Regions from separate parts of the Mus musculus genome. Here region 1 is linked to region 2. The links are chromatin contacts, called in public promoter capture Hi-C maps. All regions are on one chromosome and are shown on one strand. The core of a region is the stretch at or near the end of the contact, and the rest is flanking DNA. Distances in the headings are between cores, read along the strand shown. Region 1 holds the start of F630040K05Rik (RIKEN cDNA F630040K05 gene). Region 2 holds the start of Pex6 (peroxisomal biogenesis factor 6).

Evidence for each region. Promoter capture Hi-C pulls out the DNA fragments that hold promoters and counts their contacts.
Region 1: a contact with region 2 is called in a promoter capture Hi-C map of pre-B cells, with 9 times the contacts expected there. The contact joins the promoter of F630040K05Rik here to the promoter of Pex6 in region 2. A contact is called at or near these places in 2 of 39 promoter capture datasets (hippocampal neurons and pre-B cells), 2 of 15 datasets of contacts at CTCF or cohesin (embryonic stem cells and large pre-B cells), 2 of 484 Hi-C or Micro-C datasets (the G1E-ER4 cell line and cerebellum) and 3 of 115 datasets of contacts at active chromatin or transcription factors (embryonic stem cells, large pre-B cells and pancreatic cancer cells).

What each region holds. Positions count from the first base shown.
Region 1 is chr17:45,733,220-45,735,919 of GRCm38.p6, forward strand. F630040K05Rik (RIKEN cDNA F630040K05 gene) reads left to right here and starts at 1,287. Exons shown (of 5, transcript NR_152153.1): 1 at 1,287-1,627. 1600014C23Rik (RIKEN cDNA 1600014C23 gene) reads right to left here and starts at 625. Exons shown (of 2, transcript NM_028164.1): 1 at 367-625. The coding sequence starts at 574.
Region 2 is chr17:46,710,151-46,712,850 of GRCm38.p6, forward strand. Pex6 (peroxisomal biogenesis factor 6) reads left to right here and starts at 1,326. Exons shown (of 17, transcript NM_145488.2): 1 at 1,326-2,234. The coding sequence starts at 1,350.

The sequences.
Region 1 (2,700 bases), core at 37-2,536, 980 kb before region 2:
CCTGGACAAATGGCTTGTGAAGGATCTGTGTGCCATCGAGAGTGGCTGCCAGGATGGTGGCTATGACGGCTGGCCCAGTTGTGGGTGCCTTTGTGCGCTGTGACTGGGTGTCTGTGTCTGGAGTCACTGAGCGCTTGTTCTGTGGGGTAAGGGGTGTGGGGGTGGGGGCACGGCCTGTAGCAGGGAGGTACGTGAGGCTGGGCACGAACTGCCTCACCCACCAGGTCTACTCTTGCCAGGTACAACCAGCTGCTTCGGACCAATGCCTACCGCCTCCTCCCTTCCCTGGGCACGGCCAGGCCGGGGGGCAAATGACTTGGCGGGCACCTCCCTCACTTGGACCCACTGGGGTTAGAGCCAGCTCACCTGGGGCGCAGGCAGGGTTCCTTGCTGGTGGGTGCTCTGCCAACCGCCCCCCTTTCCGGGACTCCCAGTGGGTAGACTGGGGAGGGGGGCACTGGCCGAAAGACAGGCCCCCTTCTGTCCCACTCTGTAGATGGGTCGAACTGGGCACAGTATGCCTGATGGATAGAGAGGACAGTTCTCTGTTGAGGGCCCAGGAAATGATTTCCATGTAAATGAGATGCAAACTCCTTAATGAGTTTGCAATTAGGAGTCCAAGCCTGCCAGGCCTGGGCAATGCCTTTGGGTTTTATGAATGGGCCGGGGCCCGGAGGGGGGAGGCGGCGCGCCGGTCCGCCCCCACAGCTCCCTGTCTCCGGGCCCGCGACATGCCGCGCCGCACGTTGCTGCCTCCCGGCCCGCCGCAACTTGGCCGATCGCCAGCGGGTCAGCTGCTCCGGACCGCGCGGGAGGCTGTCGGCCAGAGTCCCCGCCACGCTGCCTGCCCGCGTCGCGTTGTGGCCGAGGACACACCCCCTGGGGCCTGGTTAGGGCTCTGTCCTCCGGCGCCCCTTTCCCCGTTATGGGAATGGCTTCTCGCTGCCGAAATAGCGAAGCTAGCCTTTGGGCTGGGAGCGCACTGGCTCCTAACTTGTAGGGCTGTACGTGCGTGACCTTGGGCAGGGTGCAAACAGAGGTGACAGAGAGGAACCAGTTCTCACCCTAGAGTTCCTGCATCTCTCTAGCTCCCTTCTTTGGTTTTCTCCTGGCTTGCTCTCAAAGGTGATTCCCACCAAACCCAGGGCACCTGCTTTGTTGTATACAAAGCTGCCCCCTGTCTGTTCCGGGCCTGGGTTTGCCTTGGGGTTGAAAAGAAAGGCCTTCTAAGTGAGTGCGTGTGCAGGGGAGAGTTATGGTCCCCCAAGACTCACCAGATTGACAGTGTAGAGTCTTCTTTCCCCAAAGCTTCCTCCCCTCCCCCACTGCTTTCAGAGTAGATTAACTAATTACTTCCAATTAAAGCCGGTAGATCTCTGTACCTCCTGGGCTTCAACACTGCCCCTAGGAGTCTCCCTAGGCTGCCTGGGTCTGAAAGGGACCTGGCCACTTAGGGGGATCAGTGAATCAGTTAAGTAATGCAGGGGGCCACAAAGGAAGCCCACTGGGTCATGTGCTTGACGGGGAGGGCTGCAGACAAGCCTGGCCCTCTGGCTGCAGCATGGAAGTGTGGCCCTGCTTCAGGCCCTAATGGGCCCGGGAAGGTCAGGAGCTGCCGTCTTTGGAGGTAAGTCAGCCGGGTGAAGGTCCTGTGCAGATGCCCAGGGCTAGAGAAGCAACCACCAGAGGATAATCCAGAAGCCACCAGTCCTTGGGGACACTCGTAGCCTCCCTCACCCAGGATGTCCCTCCTCTGCCTTCCAAGTGCTCCACCCTTCACTGGTCTCAGCACTAGCCCAGCCCAGTCCATCCCAGGCCCCACCCTGACCCCACGTGTGGGACGTGAGGGGAAGGATACCTGGCATCAGAGGTAGGGCGATGGGTTGTGACCTAAGTCTCACCTCTGGACAAGCTGGCCTGTCTTGGTCAGGCAAGCTCATGCCAAGATGTGACTCAGGGCCAGGGCCTAATTCTATCTTGAGTTCTGCTGTAGCAGGGATCTGGGCTTGGATCTCTGTGTGTATGTTTCTGGCTTGAGGTGCCCTCTCTCTCTCAGCTCTTAGGTTCTAGGGTTCTGGCTATAGCTGCACCTTCTAGCACGTTGCCCTGGTAGGAGGTGGCAGGAAAGGCTTTCTGGCAGGAATAAGAGTTTCAGGGGCAGAGGGCAACTGAGCTATTCAGGGCAGGAAGTGCCACTTCTGGGGTGTTAAAAGTCTGTTTGCCAGCTTGCTTAACCCCTAGGTCCATATAAAGCGGGTCACAACTTCCTCACATCTAGGGTTGCTTCTTTATGTATGCTCAGGTCAGTGACAGGGCAGCTTAACGTTTTTACTTGTTTCTCTGTCCCTTGTCCCCCTTCTCAGACCTTCCCAAAGATCTGTAGGACTCTGTTCTTTCCTGCATTTCTTTCTGGCCAGCAGAGGGCGCTGCCCAAGGACTGAGGCCACCAGGGAGGTGGGTAGAGAATCCTTCCTTGTGTAGGGCTAGTAAGTCCGGTCTCCCTGGCCTGTCCTCCCCACCCCCCCAGCTGCCCCCCAGGAAGTTTGCCTTTCTTTTTGATGATTTAGACTTAACCTGTCAGAGGGTTCGAAGTTAGACAACAGGATGAACCCAGGTGGCTTTGGGCAGGAAAAAGAGCTTGAGGGACAGAGATGCCTCTCCCAACATCTTAAATGGGGAAGGCGCACTGGAGATGGCCGG
Region 2 (2,700 bases), core at 76-2,575:
GTATCTGTTAATTACAAAGGAGACTTCTGGAGGGGGGCAGTTGGAGAGATGGCTCAGCTGTTAAGAGCACTAACTGCTCTACCAGCAGGCCCAGGTTTTATTCCCAGTACCCACCTGTCACTCACAAGTGTCTATAACTCCAGTTCCAGGGGATCTGACACCCTCACATAGACATACGTACAGACAAAACAGCAGTGCACGTACAAATTTTAAATAAATAAATCATAAAAAAGAAAGAGTAAAGACAAAGACGAAATCTAAGTAACTAAGGCTATTGGCTCAGTTCCCATCACAGAAGCCTTCAACCCTTTCCTTCTCTGTCGCCTTCTCTCCTATAGCTCTCCTAGAATTAGGTAAACTGTTCAAGCTTCAAGTTAGATCGGAGTAGGACAGAGAACGTGAAGGACCCAAGGCACTGGAACATGAGCTTTAAGGAGGGTGTGTTGGGAGAAGTGTGGCAACACCAAGCAACAGGGCTACATGAATCCCATGCATTAATTCAGCCAGCAGCCGCTGCATAAATAGATTGGCATAAGCATGGCTGGGGCAGTTTTATCCCACCATCCCCCTTACAACGTTCCCGGTAACCCTCAAGACGCTGTGCCTACAGCTGAGCAGGACAAACTAAGACATCCTCAGGAAAATGGACTTTTTCCACTTTTCTTTGTTTTTAAAGATTTATTTATTTTATGTAAGTCCGTACACTGTAGCTGTCTTCAGACACCCCAGAAGAGGGCATCAGATCTCATTACGGATGGTTGTGAGCCGCTATGTGGTTCCTAGGATTTGAACTCAGAACCTTTGGAAGAGCAGTCGGTGCTCTTAACCACTAAGCCATCTCCCCAAACCCCATCCTTCTTTTCACACCAATTATTCTTTTTTGTTTGTTTGTTTTGTTTTGTTTTTCGAGACAGGGTTTCTCTGTGTAGTACTGGCTGTCCTGGAACTCACTCTGTAGACAGGCTGGCCTTAAACTCAGAAATCCACCTGCCTCTGCCTCCCAAGTGCTGGGATTAAAGGCGTGCGCCACCACCGCCTGGCCCACACCGATTACTCTTGGTCAGTTAAATACTGAGTTCAAGTTATGGGGCATGAAGGTCGAGAGGACGCTACTTGCCCTACAGAATTGTAAAAATGCTCCTCCACTGAGTTTCAAAGGGCGCGTGCGTCGACAACAACGGAGGCGGTCGTCAAGCCAGGCTCCCCCCCACCCCTGTGCATCTTCTCAGGGGCCGACTTGGCCATCGGCACCCCGCCCACTTTCCTACCGGAAGCGGAAACGCCTCTCTTGCCCCGGACTTTTTCCGCCCCCTATTTCCGGAAGTGGAGTGGTTTCCTTCTCCTTCGCCATGGCGTTGGCTGTCCTGCGCGTCCTGGACCCCTTCCCGACGGAGACACCACCGTTGGCGGTGCTGTTGCCTCCCGGGGGCCCGTGGCCAGCGACGGGGCTGGGGCTGGTGCTGGCACTGCGGCCGGCGAGCGAGAGTCCCGCGAAGCCCGCGCTGCTCGTGGCGGCCGTGGAAGGGTCCGGCGCCCAGGGCGAGCAGCGCGGGCCGGGGCCTCCGCCGCTGCTGGTGAGCCGCGCGCTGCTGCGGGTCCTAGCGCTGGGGCCCGGGGCGCGAGTACGAGCGCGGCTTGTGCGGCGTCCCCCGGCCCTGGGCTGGGCGTTGCTTGCCACGGCTCCGGGACCCGGGCTAGGGCCTCGAGTCGGGCCGCTGTTGGTGCGCCGCGGGGAGACCCTCCCCGTGCCCGGATCGCGAGTGTTGGAGACGCGACCGGCCCTGCAGGGGTTGCTGGGCCCGGGGACACGGCTGGCCGTGACTGAGCTCCGCGGGCGGGCCAAACTGGGCCAGGAGAGTCGGGATCACAGCCATCCCCCGCCCCCGCCCGTAGTGTCGTCCTTTGCAGCTTCCCACTCGGTCCGGCGACTCCGAGGGGTTCTGGGAGGGACTGGAGATGCGCTGGGTGTGAGCCGGAGCTGTCTCCGGAGTCTCGGACTCTTCCAGGGCGAATGGGTCTGGGTGGCCCAGGTCGCAGAGTTACCCAACTCCTCGCAGCCGCGCTTGGCTCAAGTCCAGGTTCTAGAACCGCGCTGGGAGCTGTCTGAGAGACTGGGACCCAACTCCGGGCAGCAGCCGGGAGAGCCACTCGCTGACGGACTGGTGTTTCTGCCCGCCACTCTGGCTTTTAATCTCGGCTGTGACCCCCTGGAAGTGGGAGAGCTCAGAATTCAGGTCAGGAATGCTTCCTTTAACTTTTGCTCTCTTCCCTGTCTTTACTGAGTTGGAAGGCTAAATCTGTAGAATTCAGGTCCCCTGTGCCTTACAATTAGACCTTTCACTTAAGGTCTCTTAGTCTTGTATACTCATTTTCTCTTATCAAACTGTCTTTCACGTGTTCAGGTGAAACATGAGGTTCCCTGCCAAGTACCAGCTCTGCGTACCCCTAGTCTGTAACTGCGTTGCTACGTTAGAATGCTATCCTGGTACCTCTTGCTTTTTCCTTGACTGACTTCTTGTTCTAACTTTATCTGATAAAGCAACTGTCATTTCCGACCTAAACGTGACACTCGCATAAATCCTTTCATGATTTTATAACCACAACCTTAACATCATTTCTTCCTCTTGTAGCCTTTTGAGCCTTGTTAGGGTATATATCTTATTTATATGATTACACACACACTGTCTAGGCCTCAGTCAT